7 separate regions of the Mus musculus genome follow, and regions 1, 2, 3, 4, 6 and 7 are each linked to region 5. The links are chromatin contacts, called in public promoter capture Hi-C maps. All regions are on one chromosome and are shown on one strand. The core of a region is the stretch at or near the end of the contact, and the rest is flanking DNA. Distances in the headings are between cores, read along the strand shown.

Evidence for each region. Promoter capture Hi-C pulls out the DNA fragments that hold promoters and counts their contacts. Capture Hi-C pulls out chosen DNA fragments and counts their contacts.
Region 1: a promoter capture Hi-C map of adipose tissue shows a contact between it and region 5, with 3 times the contacts expected there. The contact joins the promoter of Samhd1 here to the promoter of Raly in region 5.
Region 2: a promoter capture Hi-C map of pre-B cells shows a contact between it and region 5, with 3 times the contacts expected there. The contact joins the promoter of Soga1 here to the promoter of Raly in region 5.
Region 3: a contact with region 5 is called in a promoter capture Hi-C map of liver, with 2.4 times the contacts expected there. The contact joins the promoter of Blcap here to the promoter of Raly in region 5. A contact is called at or near these places in 1 of 39 promoter capture datasets (pre-B cells) and 1 of 9 other capture datasets (liver).
Region 4: a contact with region 5 is called in a promoter capture Hi-C map of pre-B cells, with 4 times the contacts expected there. The contact joins the promoter of Rbl1 here to the promoter of Raly in region 5. A contact is called at or near these places in 2 of 39 promoter capture datasets (liver and pre-B cells).
Region 6: a promoter capture Hi-C map of pre-B cells shows a contact between it and region 5, with 2.6 times the contacts expected there. The contact joins the promoter of Rab5if here to the promoter of Raly in region 5.
Region 7: a contact with region 5 is called in a promoter capture Hi-C map of pre-B cells, with 5 times the contacts expected there. The contact joins the promoter of Rpn2 here to the promoter of Raly in region 5. A contact is called at or near these places in 2 of 39 promoter capture datasets (liver and pre-B cells).

Annotation. Positions count from the first base shown.
Region 1 is chr2:157,133,742-157,136,520 of GRCm38.p6, reverse strand. Samhd1 (SAM domain and HD domain, 1) reads left to right here and starts at 1,425. Exons shown (of 16, transcript NM_018851.4): 1 at 1,425-1,642. The coding sequence starts at 1,432.
Region 2 is chr2:157,077,702-157,080,576 of GRCm38.p6, reverse strand. Soga1 (suppressor of glucose, autophagy associated 1) reads left to right here and starts at 1,312. Exons shown (of 15, transcript NM_001164663.1): 1 at 1,312-2,348. The coding sequence starts at 1,668. It also overlaps a transcript of Tldc2 not described here.
Region 3 is chr2:157,564,946-157,567,645 of GRCm38.p6, reverse strand. Blcap (bladder cancer associated protein) reads left to right here and starts at 1,285. Exons shown (of 2, transcript NM_016916.3): 1 at 1,285-1,398.
Region 4 is chr2:157,202,988-157,205,963 of GRCm38.p6, reverse strand. Rbl1 (RB transcriptional corepressor like 1) reads left to right here and starts at 1,430. Exons shown (of 22, transcript NM_011249.2): 1 at 1,430-1,664. The coding sequence starts at 1,509.
Region 5 is chr2:154,789,801-154,792,686 of GRCm38.p6, reverse strand. It overlaps Raly (hnRNP-associated with lethal yellow), which reads right to left and starts at 1,577. Exons shown (of 8, transcript NM_001139511.1): 1 at 1,139-1,577.
Region 6 is chr2:156,861,759-156,864,458 of GRCm38.p6, reverse strand. Rab5if (RAB5 interacting factor) reads right to left here and starts at 1,337. Exons shown (of 4, transcript NM_026124.3): 1 at 1,042-1,337. The coding sequence starts at 1,155. It overlaps 5430405H02Rik (RIKEN cDNA 5430405H02 gene), which reads left to right and starts at 1,514. Exons shown (of 3, transcript NR_027914.1): 1 at 1,514-1,860.
Region 7 is chr2:157,277,631-157,280,601 of GRCm38.p6, reverse strand. Rpn2 (ribophorin II) reads right to left here and starts at 1,504. Exons shown (of 17, transcript NM_019642.4): 1 at 1,267-1,504. The coding sequence starts at 1,279. It overlaps Mroh8 (maestro heat-like repeat family member 8), which reads left to right and starts at 1,053. Exons shown (of 25, transcript NM_001039557.4): 1 at 1,053-1,410. The coding sequence starts at 1,127.

The DNA of each region.
Region 1 (2,779 bases), core at 176-2,675, 2.3 Mb before region 5:
TTATTTATTTTATGTATATGACCATACTGTCCTTGACACAACACAAGAGGGCATAGGATCCAATTACAGATGATTGTGAGCCACCATATGGTTGCTGGGAATTGAACTCATGACCTTTGGAAGGACTGTCAGTGCTCTTAACCACTGAGCCATCTCTCCAGCCCTCTCTCCCAGCTTTTATACTTCACTTTCCTACATCTGAAATTCGTTAAATGAATGTTTGTAAAGCCTTTAGAACAGGGCCCTGATCACATCAGCACTGTTTGCTAAGAATATTTTGGTTCATCCGATTTCTAGTTTGTCTGTTGTTTGTTTGTTGCTGGGTAATGAACATCGGGCCTCGAGCTTGTTTTGTTTTTGGTTTTGTTTTTTCGAGACAGGGATTCACTGTGTAGCCCTGGCTGTCCTGGAACTCACTTTGTAGACCAGGCTAGCCTCAAACTCAGAAATCAGCCTGCCTCTGCCTCCCAAATGCTGGGATTAAAGGCGTGCGCCACCACACCCGGCTCTCAAGCTTGTATTTTATGCCTAAGCATCACTTACAGCTGTCGGGCTCACCACTAAACATCTCATTTGTACTGCCTGACGTTAAAATACCTAGATGTGTATGTGTCTTGGTTTCTGAAGAGGTGTCGTAAATTAGTGGTCGTTGTACTAGTAATGGGTGGATAAAGATTTATGGGGAAGTTTGGGGTCTGTCCCAAAATGGCTTAACGCCAAAAAAAAAAAAAAAAAAAAAAAAAAAAAAGAAAGCCTGCTATTTGGACACTGACTAGTAATTAGTAAAAATACTGTCTATTTGGAAATAATAGGGCGGTCTGCTGCCAACTAACTGTGAATGTGGAATCTAACAGGACAGTCCGACAACCAGCTGGCAATCACTTCAGGGTTTTCCAGTTGGGCCAGTCCCTTGTTTTCTGCTCTGGGATAGGAGTGGCAGCTTTGTTGCCTTATAGGGTTTTTTTGTTTTTTGTTTTTAATTTTATTTTAACAAGTTTACAGCTTGGGGTGTTTGAAACCTGGCAAAACGTATTTGTTTCAGGAAGATACCTGCAGTTCACCAGAAGACCTTTTTAATCTGGAGCGTGGTGAACCTTCCTTAGCCCCAGATGCCCTCTTTGGCCTTGTCCTCACTAAAGTCTCCACTCTTAACCACAACTCAGTTTTGCTTTTCTAATAACACCACCCTTTCGGAGAAACACAAGGGCGGAGTTGAGGGCGATCGCGTAGGCATTGCGCTTGCGCAATGGGCCGGGCGCGAGCGCCCCGGGGAGGCCACGCTCCCAGGGCTGATGTCCGGGGCGCCTGCGCAGTAGGCCTGGAGGCTGGCAAAACTGAATGGACTCACTTTTGGGGTGTGGTGTCAGTGCGGCTGCGCGCGAGCCGGTGCCGCGGTACTTAACTTCGCAGCCCCGGGTGTCGGAGGTAGCCATGCAGAGCGCACCCTTGGAGCAGCCAGCTAAGCGACCCCGCTGCGATGGCAGCCCAAGGACGCCACCGAGCACTCCTCCTGCAACAGCTAATCTGTCTGCAGACGACGACTTCCAAAACACCGACCTCCGAACCTGGGAACCGGAGGACGTGTGCTCCTTCTTAGAGAATCGTGGTTTCCGAGAGAAGAAAGTGCTGGACATCTTCAGAGGTAGCGGGCCTGAGGGACGAAGGATGGCCACCGTGGGGCCGAGCAGGGAGAGTCCACATGGGAGGCATCCTAAGGGGGAGGTCTCTGGGGGAAGCGGCTGGCGGGAACCCGCCGCTGGAGAAGGAGGCGCCCTGTCGGGATGCGAACACACGGGCTACCCGAGGTGGGCACAGGTGAAGTGCAAGCCCATCGGTTCACTCTGGGCGGCGAACCTAGTAGAGGCCCAGGGAGGTTTGGTAGAAGGGTCTTTTCGGGAACTTGTCACTTCTGCCAGGAGCGATCCCCGCCCTTCTTAGAAGATTTTACCCCAGACCTCCGGCTGTGGCTTGCGGTCTTTCAGGCTCACCTGGCTTGGGAGACCCTTTTGTGCTAACCGCAGCTCCCGGAACACTTGGCCCCATGAGAGATTTTGAGCGCTTTTAAGTTTAACTCTGAAGCTGGTCCCGGAATTTGGGGTTTTCCTTAAAGGGGAGGGAAGGTGCTTAATCTCTGGATTCTCACTGACTATCATAATAGCCTAGTAGGGTTCAGTATGTGCTCATTGTATTTGCAGAGTGCTACTAAGGGAATTTCTCTTCCAACATAAGAGCAAGTTATTCACTGAAACCCCAACATTCCACAACTTGGCCACTCAAGAATTTTAAGAATTTTAAGGGATGCTTCTGGTTCTTGGTCTTGCTCCCGTCAACACTTTGAATCTGCTCAACTTTTTTTTTTTTTTTTTTTTTTTTTTTTCTTGGTTGGTGGCTGTGAAGCTTAACCCCTTGCATGATCGATCCCCGGAGGTGTTCGCTTGGAAAGTGGCCCCTCCGTGGTTATGATTTTCAAATTCAGTGAACTTTACTTCTTGTGGGGTGGAGCCCCTTGTGCCTAACTGAAGGACTGACTTTAAGAAAGCTTTAAAAGGGGTTGCGGATTTAGCTCAGTGGTAGAGTGCTTAGCAAGCGCAAGGCCCTGGGTGCGGTCCTCAGCTCTGGGGGAAAAAAAAAAAAGAAAGAAAGCTTAAAAATAGGAACTCACGTTTCTCTTTTTCTCTCCCTCTACAGAAGAGTAACTTTGGGGGTGGGGGTGGGGTAAGACAGGGCCTGTCTTATGTAGTCTCTATAGACCAGCCTAGCCTCGAACTCAGAGATCCAC
Region 2 (2,875 bases), core at 63-2,562, 2.3 Mb before region 5:
CCAGGGTCCTCAGGGTTCCCAGGTGCTAGGCAGACCTGCTTGTACTTCGAGGTGGATGGTGGGTCAATAAAAGAAAAAGGAGTAGACCTTGAACTAGTTGGCCATGATGTAGGTCAGGTTAGGAGAAAGGGGAGGAGCCAAAGTAAAGATGAGGGAAGAAGAGGAGGACGAGGAACCCATGGAAAAGAAGGGGGAAAAGAGAAGGGGAGAGAAAGACCGAGAAGGGTCTAAAGGAAGAAAAAGAGGCTGCATAGTGTGTGTGTGTGTGTGTGTGTGTGTGTGTGTGTGTACGAGCTACCTTCTGGGTGGCAAGAGACTGGGCAGCTACCATGCTGATGAGTGCCTTCCCAGGGCCAAAGAACTTACTATGGTTTAGGCACAGTGTGGAGAGGGCAGAGGTGAGGAAGGTGTAAGGGATTCTGAGAAATTAACTCTGATAGCCTGAATAGCTCAAGAGGAAAGAAACCATGCCCACCAATACTGGGGCCTTGGAGTCTGTGGTGGAGTCAATCTGACCCTGTTGGTATTCAGGGTCACAGTCCCATGCCAGCCCCTAACCGGCCTAGAACCTGCCCCCTAAGCACCTAACGGTCTGGCATCCTCAAGGCACAGCCTGAAGTTAATCGCAAAGACCATGAAATTGGGGTCGGGGAGACAAGACTATGCCCGGGTTCATAGGCAACTAGGGTGTGCAAGATCCAAGATGCACGCGGAACGCCACGGTTCCAATGGCAGCGGACAGATAGACGAGGCAAAAGGAGTCCAGCATACTCTGTAGGATCCATCCTGCTTCCTTCTCAGACCAAGAACCGACCGCGTGCCAGGTCGTGTTCAGTTTAAGGTTCTATAGGATGGGGTCGTTTGTCATGCCCAGTTAAAGGGGGCGGAGTTCGCGCAGGCTCAGCACCCACAAGGGGCGCGCGGCGCGGTGCTGGGTGTGCATGGATGCTGGCTCCGGCCCTTTGAGGTCCGCGGGGCCTCTGCCAGGGAATAGTCTCTCCTGTCGTCCACGAGGCCCCTACGGCGACGCCGGGCTTCCAGGCTCCTCGGCCGGGTGTGATCCCCCAGCCCGCAGAGGAGCGGCCGGCGGCCCGGAGCGGCGGGAGCGAGCCGAGGCCGCGGCTGCCCGGGCCCGCCTGACCCTCGAGGGGGTCGCTGTTGCCTCGCGGATCCCTCCCTCGCTCCCCGCTCGCGTCCCTCCCCGCTGCTCCCGCCGCGTCCGCCTTTTGTTCGCCGAGCCGCGCGCCCCCGAGCCGAGGCGGCGGGGCGGGGAGCTGGCGGGGCTGCGTGGGGGGCGGGCCGCGCCGGGCGGAGCCGGGGCCCTGGCCTCAGCCGGACTGGGAGTCCGAGGCGGCGATCGCCGAGCAGGCTGCAGTCGGGGTCCGGGCGCACTCCGGGGGCGCGGCGAGGCGGAGGGGGCGGGCACCGGGCGGAGCCGGAGTCGGAGTCGCGGCGCCTGGAGGAGATCGGGCCGCGCGCTGAGAGCACCGAGTGGCGGAGAGGCCGCGCGGCGCGGGGCAGGGCCCGAGCGCAGCCCCCGGACGCAGGAGACCGGAGCGCAGTCGCGGCCTGAGCGGCGGGAGCGCATCCGAGACCCGCCGCAGGGACACCCAAGCCGGCCACTCCCGGGCCATGCGCGCCGCTCGCTGAGACCCGGGGAGGCCGCGATGGAGACGCCAGCGGGAGAGTCATCGGCGCGGGGCTACGGCCCCCCGCCTGCGCCCGCGCCCGCCGCGGAGAGGAAGAAAAGCCACCGCGCGCCATCACCAGCCCGGCCCAAGGACGTGGCCGGCTGGTCTCTGGCCAAAGGCCGCCGCGGCACAGGCCCGGGCTCCGCTACAGCCTGTGGCACCGCGTCCTCGGCGAGGCCCGACAAGAAGGGGCGCGCGGTGGCTCCTGGTACCCGAGGCACGGGGCCTCGGGTGGCCGGGGTGCGCACGGGGGTCCGCGCCAAGGGTCGCCCTCGTCCCGGTACCGGGCCCCGCCCGCCGCCGCCGCCGCCCAGCCTCACGGACAGTAGCTCCGAGGTGTCGGACTGCGCGTCGGAGGAGGCGCGCCAGTTGGGCCTGGAGCTGGCGCTGAGCAGCGACGCCGAGTCTGCGGCGGGCGGCCCGGCGGGGACCCGCACCGGGCAGCCGCCCCAGCCAGCGCAGTCGGGGCAGCAGCCTCCGCGGCCTCCCGCCTCCCCGGATGAGCCGTCGGTGGCCGCATCGTCGGTGGGCAGCAGCCGCTTGCCACTCAGCGCCTCGCTAGCCTTCTCCGACCTCACCGAGGAGATGCTGGACTGTGGGCCCGGAGGCTTGGTGCGGGAGCTGGAAGAGCTGCGTTCCGAGAACGACTATCTCAAGGTGGGGACCTGGGGGGGATGGGGGAGGCGCAGGGGCGGGAGAGGACTGGTCATCCGGGCTCAAGAGTCCAGGGCGCTGACCAAGCAGGGAGAGTGCCCCACCTTCTCTTCCCACTTTTCCGGTGAGGAGGATTATGGATAAGACACCGAGTAAAGGACCCCAATGTGCACTTTCCCACCCGCGGTAAAACTGTTTTAGAGGACACGTTCTGATGGGTGAGTGGGGATAGTCAGCCAAGGCTGACCTTCCCCCCCTCTAACCTGCCCAGGACCCCGGTCCCAGATCAGCAGGCTTTCTCGGCTCTCTGTTCTGGAACCAATGTCCGTGTGTTAGGCTGCCAGGGAAACCGTGCTATCCCCTGGCAAGGAGAGGCAGAACACCATCCTAAGTCCTTACCCAGGGCTTCCCCGGCAGGCCTGTCCTCGCCTGCCTTTTGGGGCGGATCCAGTTTGAAAGCGTGACATCTGGGAACATCCCCTTGGCTCGAGTCCACTTCCGCCCAGTCTAACGGTCCCACAGCCTGGGAG
Region 3 (2,700 bases), core at 36-2,535, 2.8 Mb before region 5:
GTCCACTCTCTCCATCCACGGTGTGCCCAGGCATTTCCGCTACTGAGTTCTCTGTCCCACTTCTGATTGTCCCCTAGCAGCCTGTCTTCGGGCCTTTCCACCCTGGCCAAGGGCTCTTCACCTCTTCTTCATCCCTACAGCCACAGCTTAGGAGTCAATGCCTGTGCCTCAGTATGTGCTTCCCGCACCCAGTTTGATATGATCTCTTCTAGCTCCCTTAGTCACTACCTGTCTGAGTCACCATGACTTTGTGTCTGGAAAGATGTTCTGGTTGCTTAACTGGCTTCCTGTCCCAAACCTCACTTTCATGTTTTCTAACCCTGAAAGTCAATGGCCTCGGAGAGACCCAGATTTCTTTTCATTGCCTCGAAGAACATAGCTTCCCATGTCTCTCAAGACAAAAATTCAAATTCATGACCAAGGTACCTGTCATATTCCTTGTTCACCTTCCACCCTTAGGGTTGTCACCTCCATGTCTGGAACAAGACCCCTCACTCACACAATGCACAAACTCAATATGCCTAAGACGGCCCCAACCCTCGCCCACTCCAGACACCAGGATTCCACTCATTTCTCCTCTCTTTACTTTGCCTCCTAGTGCCTTCCACGATGCCTAATTACAAATCATGTACTGGTGCGACTACAAGTGGTTACTGGGTGGTAGTCTCTCCACTATCCCCCGACACTCACTCTCACCCTGGTGACTGAGAAAATTGGGGTCAGGAGTAGAATTGTACCTCCTTAGCCTCTAGCACTGCGCTTGCGCACAGTATGAGGTCAGGAACGTGGCTAATAAGCTAGTAAGTGACCACACTGACTCATCTAGACATTAACAAGCCTGGGGCAAGCCATTTCCTCACCAAGGAGGAAGCACGTCCTCAGCCCGTGGTTGAAGGGCCAGATCTGAGCCACGAGAAGTTTTCCCAAAGTACACAAATCACAAGGTGCTAAGGATTCTGCGGAGTTACGCTCATCAGCGTAACTACACCTCGCTCGCCCGCGGAGCTCTCAAAGAGTAAGAATCACAATCTGCTGCATATGCATGAAGGGGACCATGGGCCGGAGGTTCGGGGCTGCCTAAGATACGCCTGACCAAATATTCCACGGGTTTGAAGACCTTAGCGCCCCATAATTTTATTCAAGTCTACTAAAAACTCAGAAAGGACATTTCGTGGCGGATACTGAGGGGAGAGTGTCTGAGAGTAGCCTCGCTTTGAGCCAGTTTGTCAGGCGTTCTCAGAAGACAGCTCGGTTCTGGACCGGGGGTCCTTGGACCGCTCCACTAGAAGACGAAGGGGGCGTCTCCCCAGCTCCTGCGGCGTTGGTGGCGAGCTAAGGTGGAGGCAAGCAGCGGCGGCGACGGCGACAGTGGCGGCAGTGCCATGGTGGGGCTCGCAGGTATCGTGGCGTCGCCCGCCTGGGCAGGGTGAGAGCGCTCGGTGCGGCCGCGCCGCCATGTTAGCCCTCCGGGGTCACCTTAGGCGTCGCTTGGCCTCTCGCCGGGGCTTTCCGCGCGGCCGGGGTCGGGCGCACCCTTGTCTGGCGTCAGATGACCTCCCCTTTTCGTCCCAACCTGGGCCTTGGGGGTGGTCCCTTCCCGTCCCTTGGGTGGGTTCCGGGGTTCCTTAGCTGTCACTCTGGCCTCCAAGGTCAGCGCGCTCCCGGGACGGGGCTGGGAGGGGCGGGCGCGACCACCACCTCCTCTGTTCCGGACCTTGGCGAGGGGCTCAGCTTCTGGGAGGCTGGACACTCTTTCCTCGCCACTTCAGTTTCTCTCCCCCCCCCCTTTTTTTTTCTTTTTCTTCCCCCACCCTTATCCGAAGGAGTGTGGGGAGAAAGTAGAAGTGGGCCCCGAACGCTCTCTTTTGTGTCCGGAGTGATAGGGTGACCATCTGCTACGGGTCCCGTGTGCTTCTCACTTCCACCAACTTTTCGTCGAGTCTGGACACCGGTTCCCTCTCCAGTTTGTGGGGAGTGGCACTCAAGGGCAGCAGAAGGAACGGAGTGCCTGGCTGGAAAGGAAGAATGGGGGATGGGGACAGTCGATTTTTTTTTTTTTTTCCTTTCTCTGCCAAACCACCTTTAGGTTTCTTCTAAGTCTCTTGTCTCTTTTTACTTGGGAAACTGGGGCCCGTTCTAGTTTATAGGTTATTTCTGTTTATAGGTTCGGATCTTCTTTGTCCCTTTCAGGGAACTGATATATTGGGGACAGCTCTGCCCTGTCTGACATGGTCCAGCCATCCTGTCAGCCATCTGAACTGCAACACCAAAGCCAGGACCCAAAAAAAGTTCCATTTTATGTGCCCCTGGCAAGCATTAGATTGAGCTGGCTTGTTTCTTTTAAGTCAAGATTCATTAATGGCCAGAGTTCCTGTTTAAAGATTGGATTTCTGGAACCTTGGTCAGTTTCCAGGAACCAGATCAATTCTCGATCTGAAAATGGTCATCTTAAAGTTGTTGACAGAACACTTTAACTTCTTACCTGTTATTTCTAGGGGGATGAGAGTTAGGCTGCCCTTTTTACTTGTTCTCTTTGAAATACACGCATTCCATTCAAGCTTGTGACTGTGTGATTTACCAAGAGCCCTGTATTGCCTTCCTCTCTGTCTTCTGGCTCTGCCCTGGGAATGTTCAGGAATCTGTATCCTGGTGTGGTATGAGCCCTGTGGAGGGAGGGGGACAGGATTATTTCCAGAGAAG
Region 4 (2,976 bases), core at 181-2,680, 2.4 Mb before region 5:
GCTATTTCTTTGGTCTGTTGTCATTTGCCTATTAGGGATTTAGAGAGCTTTCCATCTCCCTATATCAGGACTCTTCCTTGAGCAGTACACCTTTGTATTTTAATTCAACGATTCCTTCCGATACGTCATGTAAGACAACACTCTACTACCTCCAAACTTGGTAGTCTCCACGAGGCCATACCCGCAGCAGTGGATTTTGTCCAAAACAAATTAATCATCATTAACATGTTAAAATCTCTGCTTTGAGTATACCATGAGGCTTTAGTGGGGCATAGGAACTCCTTCATAACTTGCCTTGACGTCCCTGTTTTCTTCTCTAGTGACTCCTTCATCCAAACAAGGACTACTCTGTAATTTTCAAACACACTGCCCCAAGTCCTTAGTGTAGAAGAGAAATAATCCAAATCAGGGAATACAGTGAAGGCAAACGATTCTATCCTACCATCCAACTCTCTTGGAAGAGCTGATCAATAAGTATGACAATTTCAGATAAGGTACAATGGAGACGATGAAATAGAAGTTAGGTGTCAGCTTATAGATGTACTGCTCAGTAATGGCCTGAGAAGGTTAAAATTAGACTTAAATGATGAAGAGCAAGGTATGCAAAGATATGCACAATAGCATTTTCACACACGGAGAAAAGCCTCCTGCGACTGAGAACTAGCTTGATATTCCCAAGGTTACGAGTTACCTGGTGCATCTGAATGCTATTATTTTTCTGTATTTTAAAGACAAAAAATGATCTCGTGCAGGATTCTGAGTGAAAACGATCAGGTTCTAGTTTAGGTTTTAAAAACACCTTTCAGGTAAGCGCGAGGACCATCTCTATTCCTGAAACGACTATTTACTGGGACAGTTTCCAGAATCCTGGGAGTGAGGCTGAGACCCGTCACCCCAAACCCTTGTCCCTGCATCCCTTTCTGGCGAGATTTGGGAGTCTCTGACGTGGCGCTTCTACGTGAAGAAGCCACTTTCGGCAGCTCCCGCCTCCACCTCCATCGAGGGTCAAAGCTCAGTGAGAGCGGGCTGGAGGCGCGCCGGGGAGCTGACAAACCTAGGGTCCACAGGACAGTGTCATGGAGAAGGCTTCCCACTAGCGTGAACGGACTCGCAGTCCCAAGTCACCCACACCAGGGAACCCGCGGTGGAGAGCGCGGGGCGCGAGCTACAGTCCCGGCAGCCTCAGCACCGGCTCGGATCCTTCCGCCCCGCTCTCTCACGTCCGTCCCCGCGGCCCGGAGCCCCGCAGCTGCCCACCCAGGGCCCGAGCTAGATCTCCGTTAGAGTCCGAGGTCCATCTTCTTATCCCATTCCGGGAGACGGGCTGCTGCGGGCTCCAGAGGAGAAAGGGACTTTTTGAGAAGAAAAGCGGAGGCAGACGATGAAGGGAAGGCGAGCTCAAGAAGGCGATTTTCGCGCGCTTTGTCGCGGGGGGTTGTGGGTAGCTCGCCGGGAGGGAAAAGAAAACCCCGAAGCCGGTCGCGCCGCCCGTCGGGCCGGAGGGGGATATGTTCGAGGACGAGCCCCACGCCGAGGGGGCGGCGGCGGTCGCCGCGGCCAGGGAGGCGCTGCAGGCCCTGTGCCAGGAACTGAACCTGGACGAGGGAAGCGCGGCCGAAGCCCTGGATGACTTCACGGCCATCCGCGGCAACTACAGCCTAGAGGTGAGCGGCGGCAGGTGGGCGGCGGCCCCGACCCTCGCCAGGCCCCACCCCCGGCCCGCCCCCGCCCCAAGCCTATCGGGCGGTGGGAGTTCCCCACCTACGAGGGTCTCCGAGGAGTGCGGGGAGGGAAGGGTGGGTGTAGCTCGGCCAACCCACCCATTTGGATTGAGGCGGGAAACCGAAGATCGGAAAGTGAGCCGCCGGTTCTGCGGGGGTTCCCTAGGCTCCCAACTTTCAAACTTGATTTCTGCGCGCCGCCCAGTGCCCCAAACGGCGCGGTGCTGCCGTTAAATCGATCAGACCTGATCCCGCGGTAAAATGAATTACTCATCGCTGCTCAGCCCTTTGATTATGTCTTCCCCAACTCGTTTGAAACACCACTGGATCCCCATTCCACAGAGGGAGAAAGTGGGGTCGGTAAGAAGTTAATTTAGCGCCCAAGGTGACGCAGTTTGCCATGCAACCTGGTACAGCAGTTTGAGCCCTTTAACTCCTCCATTCTTCCACCTAATCGAGTGTAGCAGTTAGTTCGTTTATACCATGCACTGTAGTTAGATAGATCAAAGTCAGCACACACAAAGCTCTTCTCAGCCCCACGTTCCTCTCTGCCAGGCCGTTGCTCTAACGATTGATGTGGTATCTGGCTCTGAATAAAATAAATGGTGCTTGTTATCATTATTAGGTATTCCCAGTAACACACACACATATGTTAATGATATATATGTGTGTGTGTGTGTGTGTATACATATATATATATATACCCAGGGGGTATCGAGACAGACTATTTCAGCATCTAACTGAGATGTACAAAAGCTTTCATTATACACATGGGCAGGATTCACATATAGGATTCCTCTGACTCAGACTGCCAGCGAAATAATTGCTGGTCAGGGAGTAGGAAATAGGGAGCAACTGTTGTACACATGTCTATACTCCTATGAGAGAAAAGTACCTGAGACTACACACACACACACACACACACACACACACACACATATATAAAATTTGTCTTTACAGCAGGACAGTGACTACTATACCTGTTTTCTTGGTGGTGTTACAGCTCAACATCCTTTTTTTTTTTTTTAGAGAATTAGAGTCACTCTAATATAGAAACCCAGATTGGTCATAAGCTTAGTGTAGAAGTAGACTTGTATTGGCATGTGTGTGGAATTCATGTCCATGCATTCAGCAGATCAAGAGTCTTTGGGGAAAATTACATTTGTCCTGAGCATGAACAGACTTGTCATTCCACAAACAATGTAATGTTATTTATATAGCATTTACATCAAGTAATCTAGAGATGATCATAGGT
Region 5 (2,886 bases), core at 328-2,827:
TTGAGACTTAAGATCTCTGGACCAGTCTAAGCACAACACCAGCAAAAACATTTCCTCCTAACCACTTTCCCTCAGAGTTCTGATAGCAACAAAAGGAGATTTTATCTATGGCAGATCAGTCCCTGTCTCTCAGTCAATGTCTCAGAGAGGAGCCTACCTTTCTTACCTATACGGTGTTAAGACTAACGGTAAATCAAAATGCCCTCTGCACAAAGAGATTTCCTATCAGGAAATAAGTAACGGTTACTAACAGCTTTGTACTTCTACGGCGGTTTCATGTCTCTGAACCTTGATTTCTGCTCCTGTGAGCAGGGACAGCTCTGGAAGACCGGTGTGGACATGAGGCGATACATTCACGAAGTTCCTGGGTCAGTCTCGTTAAACGTTACCTGTTGGCATTTAACGCTTCTGCCCTGTACTAACTCCCTCCCTGAATTCACTAACACCCGGAGAGGCTGCGTTCCTCCTTGACCCCATTTCACCCAGGTGAAAACTGAGGCTCGGGCTGGAGCAAAGTGGGGGACGCGGCCCCCCAGTTCGAGGGCTGGCCGTTCCCTTCCGCGCTCCACAAGACACCGAGCAAAGGCTAGGCAAGGGTAGCGAGAAAGGCGCTCAGACAGACCCGTGAGGGAAAAGAAAGGACCAGTTTTGCGCGCCTAAGGGAACCTCAAAGAGCTGGACCGACTGGAAAGCCGGAAGAAACCCGGGGCCCCAATCCAGGCCAGAGCCAGGCCCCAGCCCGCCCGAGGCCTCCCCGGCGCAACCTCCGCTCCCTCCCCTCCTCCCCTCGCCGGTCGGGGCGGGGCGCAGCACAAAAGACTCCAACTTCCGAGCGGGCACCGGCCCACCCCCAACTCCCGGCCCGCGCCCGGCCGACCGACCGGAGGCGAGCTGCGAATACCAGGCGTCCAGGGGCGGGCGCGCGTGGCCCCGGGGCAGGCGACCCGGGGCGGCGGGCCCGGGAGGGAGCACAGAGGGAGGGGGCCGAGAGTTACTCCGGCTCCCAGGACTCCCGGGACCGCGGAGAGAAAGAGTTTCTAAAAATAGGCACCGGCCCGCCCGAGGAGGTGAGGAACGAAAAAGGCACACGGAACAGCCCGCCCGCACTCCTCAGGAGCGGCCCGCGGCCCCCACTCACCCGCGCCGAGGTCTGGAGGAAGCCGCGCGGCACCGAAGGGCGACGGCGCGTCTGCTCTCGGAGGGCGGGAGGGAAGAGGCGGCCCTGGCCGCCGCGTGAGGAGCCCGAGCACACGCGCGAGAGTCGCGACCGCTTCCGCCCCCTCGGCTTCCCTCGGCTCCGCACCCCGCGCCGCTCGCGCGCCCCGCCGCACTGACAGAGGCGCGAGCCCCGCAGCCGCGAGTCCTTCGCTCGGCCGCCACCAATGGGGCGAGCGCGGGGAGGGGGAGTGCTGGACAGGCGTCTGCACTCGGCCTGCCCGCCGCCCCGGCTCCTACCCGGTTCTCCTCTCGGTCCTCCGAATAGGATCCTGCCACCCGAGCACTCAGTCCCCAGCGCCGCCCTGCACGGGCCGGGCTCTCCAAACGCGTGGGCTCCCTGCACACCCCTCGCGCCGGGCTTTGGAAAGGTCCAGAGCTTCGGCGCGCAGAGGAGGAGGGCGGGGCCGGGGCGGGGTCTAGCGTGGGGTGGGGGGACGGAGGAGGCAGGCGGGGCTGAGGGAAAGGAGTTTGTGGCTTCCACCAGCCGGGTGCTGAAGGCGGGGCGGAGGGGGTCCCGAGGGCTGACGGGCGGGAGGACACGAGGGAGGAGCAGCAGGCTGAGGGCGGAGCCGGGGTGGGGGGGAAGAGCGTGCCCAGGGGAGGAGTCTGAGGGGCGGAGCTTGGGCCTACGGAAGCGGAGGCGGTGCTAAGAGGTTGCCGCCGGTCTGCAGGAGGTGGGCCTTGGTAACACCGCGGGCAGGACAGTCGGAGGTAGACCCTGGGCGGGAGCCGGAAGGAGGAAGATCCTAAGGGAGGAGCGCGGCGCGGGGGTGGCGCTTGATTGGGCGAGGCCTGGAGATGGAGCCCTCTCTGTTAGCTGGAGGCGGTGCGGCAGGGGCCAGAAGCAATTGGAGCGGTTATTTCACTTTCTAGGAATTAGAATGCTACCATTCGCTGGGAAGGCTTGGGGTTGGGCGGAGACGCTTCGATGTCTGGGGTCTCTCGTCAAAGGTGGAAAAAAAAAAAGCCTGATTAAGTAGTTTTGCCCTTATGGGATGAAATGTTTTCTTACTTAATCTGGGTGTTGGTTCTTCCTCCTAAATATTTATCATGTCAGGATCTCCCATTTGAATCAGTTTTTCAGTCTCCTGTCTCTCCCACTTACATCCCCAATTTGCCTCTCCAGACCATCAGGGGGTCTTCTGAGAGCAAAGAGGACCATTGTCAGCTATAGTCACAAATCTCCCAGAAAGCTGGAGACGTACTTATTTGTATTCCCCATTCCCTTCAGACCTGTGATTTCATTACCTGTTGGGAATTAGGACAGAGTTTGAGGCAGGGTCTCTGTAGCCCGGGCCAGCTTTGTACTTGCTCTGTAGCCGAGAATAATCTTGAACTCCTAATCCTCCCTGCTTCTGCCTTCCAACTGCTGGCATCACAGCGAGGCCAGGCCTCTTGAGTTCGGGAATGGGTGATTCAAACAGGTTCTCAGCCTTGAAGAGCAATCAGTCTTACTCACTAAACCATCTCCCCAGCGCCAAGACCAGGAATTCTTTACTGGTTTTTGTACATTACTGTGTTTCCAGACCTACTATGGTGATCAATAAACACTTCCATCAATCAGTCCAGCCCCTACCAACCTCCTCTGCTTTTTCTGGTTTTATCCAGCTCCTCACTTCCCTCTCTGTGTAACAGTCTTCCTATATTTGCTCAAATATACCATCTATT
Region 6 (2,700 bases), core at 88-2,587, 2.1 Mb before region 5:
CTATTAAGTGACTAATTCCAGAGCCTGTTCTCTACCATATTTTAGAGAAGTCGTTACTTCTTTAAAAGAAGCTGCGTAAATAGAAGTTTGTTTTGAAGTGACAATGGGCACTGTGCTCCTGGCCACAGATAACCCTTGGCTGGCCAGCTAAGTTCTAGAGAGTCTCCAGGAAGAAAAACTATTAACTTCAGTTCCCACCCTTCCTGTACAGCGACTTTTGAGAAAGCCAGAGTTAGGAAAGTGTGGTGGTGGAGAAGTGTGTGCTTAGGCCTGTGCCAGCTCATCTAAGTTTCACCCAACAAAGAGCACTCAGGTTTGTGAACTGCCCTGGACTCCAGACACCAGTCCTTGGACCGGGGAAGATAAAAAATATGACACAGCAGTTCACAAAGACGACAGGTTTTGCAAGAGCTGGGCAGGGCTGGGGGCAGGCCAAGGGCACCTTCAGGAAGTACTCCCCCCCTCCATGGCGGAACTGAAGGGAGGGAAGCCCAATTTCAACAGTCCAAACAACGGAAGGAGTCCAAATATAGCATTCTTTTCAAACCATCTAGAATCGGGCTGAATGGTGACAGGCTTGAAGATCACAGAATGGAGCAATGATAGGAGGCGTCCAGGCTCAGATCCTCTGGAGATGACCAGCGAGTGCATCTTTAAGTCCCCAACCTCTTCTAACCCATGTCTAGCGACTTTCTTACTAACTCACACCCTCTTAAGGTGGTCTTAGAACCGGCTCTCGAATCTTAAAGCTCACAGGGCATGTCTTCTTTCTCATCTAAGCGAGCAAGGACAGAGCCACCCCTCGCAATGTGCAAAGTAAACGCACTTCAGGGATTCCGCACCCGGCACGTGCGCAGTCTTCAGAAGCGCTAACTACTCCGGATCCTGCGGAGCAAACGGCGGGGGATAGCAGGGGCTCCGCTCGCTCCACTACGCGCCGGCCCCCTTGGCACCCCGCTCCCTGCTCCCATGGCCGCGCCCGGCCGATTGGCCGGGGCGAGGGAGACCCGGGCCCGTCCTCCCTCGCCGGGCCTTCTGCACCTTGTCGTCCCAGGCCGCGTCGCTCCGCAGCACCTTGCTCCACACGGACACCTTGAGGGCCCCGTTGGCCAGCTGCGGCTGAGGCGGCTCCTCCTTCCGCCGCCCGCCGCTCATCCTCCCGTCGCGCCGCCCGAGCCGGGCGTGGGGCGCGCGGGCCAAGCCGAAGGGAGTCGGGGTCTGGGACCGCGGGACTCGGCGCGCGGGGCGGCAGCGGTAGTCCGGGCAGCGAGGGACAGTGGCCCGCCGAGGCTCTGCTCGCTCTGCCCAGCGGCCGGCTCGCTAAGCTCCACGGAGCAGGCGCCGCCGAGGGAGGGGCGGGGCCCTGATGACGTGCGCACGCAGCCAATCGGCGGCCACGCGGCGGTCGGCTCCGAAGCTCGGCGACGCCTCGACGCGAGCGTCCCCTCCGGTGGGCGGAAGTGACAGAAGCTTCCGGCGGACGCCAGGGGACGGTGAGCGAGAAGGGACAAGTGCGGCCCGGAGGCGATCTGTGCGCGAGGAGGCGCTGTGAAGACTGAGGCACAGCCCCTCCGAGGAAAGCCGAGATTGTACGTTTCCTTGCCGGCTGAGCCGCGGCTCGTCCCCCGGAGCGACACAAAGAAGAAGTGGCCTTGCATCCTGCTCCGCCTCCCGAGCCGGGTCCTTGGTCCCCGGAAGCCCTGGGCTGCCCCACTGGAGTTACCTTCTGTGCGTTCTCTCCTAAACCTACACGTTATTCACGACTTTGTTCATGACTATGGAAAACAAAACAAAAACAAAAACCAAACCAAAGTTCCCTCGCCTGGCGATGGTGCAAGCCTGTCTACCTGCTGGAGGATGGTAAGTCCCCGGTCACGACAACCTGTCTCAACGGGAAAAAAAACAATTCTGTGAACCCTAACGTCTCCTCTTGCTCAGCGTTCTCTTCTGAGATCCGAATGTGAAGCTGAGATCCCAAGAGAGAAATTCTTTCCTAAGGATGAGGCAAGTTGAAACCAGGGGAGAACCCCACTAGGGGGAATAGAAAAGTAGTAGGTGTCGGGCTAGCTACCCCGTCCTCACTGTGTGTTGTTAGCACTTCCCAGGATGTGTTTTGAAAGGACAGAAGGAGCAGCACCCCCTGCGAACTTGTACAAAGACACGTTGTGGTGTACACTGTGACTCGTCTGCAGTCCAAACCCGGGGAGGAATGTTAGGCTGGCCTGGCTACATTCCAAGATCCCGTGCCCCGTCTGACCTGGGTTACACAGCGAAGCTGGTCTAGCATACAGAGTGAGAGATGCTGCCTCAAACAGACAAATGAGCAAAATCAGTCCCATCCTCCAGATGGTGCCACACAGGATGTGCTATGCTAAGGGATATCACTAAAAAACAAAAGAAAAGAAAAACCCCCCAAGAATTGTTTATTATGTATACATCGTTCTGGCTGCATGTTTGCCTGCAGGCCAGAAGAGAGGTTACCAGATCACATTATAGATGGTTATGAGCTACCATGTGGTTGCTGGGAATTGAACTTAGAACCTCTGGAGGAGCAGCTAGTGTTCTTAATCTATGAGCCATCTCTCCAGCCCGGAACATCACTTTTATGCAGTGAGTTTATAAAGGCAAAGTAATTTGCCTGGAATCATTGAGTTAGTAGTTGGGTTTATTTTACTCTAAATCCGAGTTCTTTTCTTTTTA
Region 7 (2,971 bases), core at 255-2,754, 2.5 Mb before region 5:
GCCTTCTAATATCCAAGTGAGGTGGGTATTTTCTGCATTTTACAAACCAAGAAATGGTTTGTAAACTATTTCATACCTGTCACTCCAGGACTAGGGAAACAGAGGCAAGATGGTGAGTCTGAGCTGGAGCCCCAGCTTCATAGTAAGACCCTACCTATTCTGTGTGTATTGTGGTACATGCACATAAGTGTATGCCAGTGCACAGGCATGCAGAGGCCAGAGTAAACACAGGATGACTTCCTCTGATGTTCTATGCCTTCTTGCCTTGAGGCAGGGCCTTTTCACTGATCTAGAACCATTTTTGCTAGACTAGATGGTTACCTCTTGGGATCTGCTGGTCTCTGCCCTCCAATGCTGGGGTTACGTGCACAATGCAGCCAGCCATACCCAGTGCTAAGATTTGAACTCAGATCCACAAGTTGCACTGAACCAACTCCCAGCTCCCTAGACCCTATCTAAGTAAAGAAAAGAAAAAAGGTTCTTAAGTAGGTGCCCACTCCCTTGCCCTGAGACAAATAACTGAAACTCAAACTTAAGTTTCAATGCAAGTTCTGACTTTAGCCACTTTACCAACAAATAAAATAGTGACTTGAATACACTAAGATTCCCACCTATCCACTCAGAATCTACCAAGCATTGAGTTTTGCCCGGCACTGTTAAAAGCAAGCACAGAAATATCATTTAACACAACTCTTGCGAAGCAGATACCAGATGAGAAACTAAGCTGTTGAGTCCCTGGCTTCTGTTCTCACAATCAATACGTGGCCGGTTACAAGTCTGCACCCGTAATATCACTTCATACCCTAGGCTTTCAGCTCCCAGACAGACCTGTGAGTCTCCTGTCCCTGTCAGGGAAAAGGAACCTAGAAGTCGAAGAAAGTCTAGTGACATGCTCAAAAGCTTTCATGATGCCAGGGGTGGCTCTCTGTGACAGGCGTAGGCCGCTGGTACTACTCGAATGAATGGAGGAGGCCAGGCTCGGGCTCCGCGCTGCCCGGGCTCGCGCTCGGCCTTGCGGGGACCCGTAGTCCCACGTCGCACGCCCCGCCACCAACCCTTCGGGTCCCCAGCACTTCACCAGCTCGCAGCCTCCGCCACACGCTCGACCCCGAAAGCGCCCGTGCCCATGCCCCTGCCCCGTAGGGGAGGGGAACCGCGCCTAGCCGGCGCCCGTGTGGTCCGCACTAGCCTCCCGCGGGCGACGCCCCGCTCCCCAAAGCGTGTCGGCCGCGGGGCCCCACTATTGAGCCATGCGCAACGCCTCACCCGGCGGCGCCATTCCTCCGAGCAGGTCCCACCGGAGCCCGAGCAGGCAGACTTCCGCTCCGGGAAGTGGCTCCAAGAGCGCGCCGGAGGGGACGCCAGGGACCCGCGGCACACGCCACTTGCCAGAATGGGCTCCCGGCAAAGGTCAGTCGCGGCGGTCCCGCTTGGCAGGGCCGTGCCCGGCAGCCGCAGTGTGGGGCAGTTGAGTCGCGGCGTGCGAACCTCACTCACGGGTCCTGCTTGCCAAGCCGTCCTCTCCCCCGCGCCGGGACCCACTTGGAACCGACCGCCTCTCAACCGCCCTGCTCACGCCGCCACCGGGACCCGATTGGGCCGGGCCTTGGGGCGGGCCTAAGACGGGGCCACCTCTGATTGGCCAGTGACAGTGACTGGCCGGACGCGCTGTCACTCACGGTTCTCTCCCGCAGCCCGGCCAATTTTAAAAGGGTCCGGTTGGGAGGGGAGCGTTATCGTAACATTTGATTTTATCCACTTTGGGAAATTATGGTTAATGCATTACTTAGATTATTAATAATTGGCTGGTGAGTGAGGGTTTATCCAGTTTTCAAACCTGTGAGCTATACAGGTAACGGAGAGGAGCGTTTTAAAATGTTTGATTTTTTTTTTTTGAAAATTTCATACAATATATTTTGATCATATTCATTTCCTTCCCCCAACACCTTCCATATCCTCCCCCAACTCCCTACACACCCAACTCATGCTCTATTTTTCCTCTTTCTAAAGTAAAAAACAAACTAAGCATGGAGTCCTGCCCTGGAGAGTGGTTGATATACCCAGTCACTCCACTGAAGAAAACTGATTTTCCCTCTCCCAGCAGCTATCAGTTATGAATAGTTTTGGCTACAGTTGGGTCTTTTGTGCCCACTCCCCCTTCTCTGTGTTTTGTATGGCTTGAGCTTTTGTGGGTCTTGTGCATACTGACACAATCCCTGAAAAACTGCTTATTGGAAGCCGTTTATCACCCCTGGCTCTTAAACAATCCTTCTCCTCTTCCACATAGACCCACGCCCATGAGCCCTGAGGTAAAGGGGATGCTGTAGACATCCCATTTAGGGCTGAGTGTCCCAAGATCTCTTATTCTCTGTGTGTTGACCAGTTTTGGGTCTCCGTGTTAATTGCTGTCTACTCCAGGAAGGGTTGAGGGATGCGCTGGTCTGCAAATTTAACAGACTCAAAAATGGAAGCCAGAACTAATGTGTAGCTCTGATTACCGAGCTCACAATATAGGCAGAAAGAGTACTGAGCACCCTACATATGTTATCTTATTTACTCTTTATTATTATTCTGTGAAATGTTACTTTTAATACTTTAAAAGGAAGGAAATATTTCAGCCCTTGCGTTCTGATGACAGCCTAGATGTGTGCTAATTAACTATTGTGAACATGTAGAATTTTGCAATACAGCAATGCTGCTTCTCTTCAGTATCACTCCAGATATGTAGCGGGGAGTCGGACCACTCCTCCATACAGCAGTCACTAGCTCTCTGCAGTAATTTCTCTTTGAACTTAGTCCAATTAAGTAAAATTTAAGCTTCAGCTCCTCAGCTATACTATGCTTCTGATCAGCCAATGCTGTGCTCAGGGTAGCTGGTGGATCTTGCACTGAGTAATTTGAAATTACAGGACAGATATTTTCATTATCCCAGAAAGTTATATTGGGTAGTGCTGAACTAGGATATATTTAA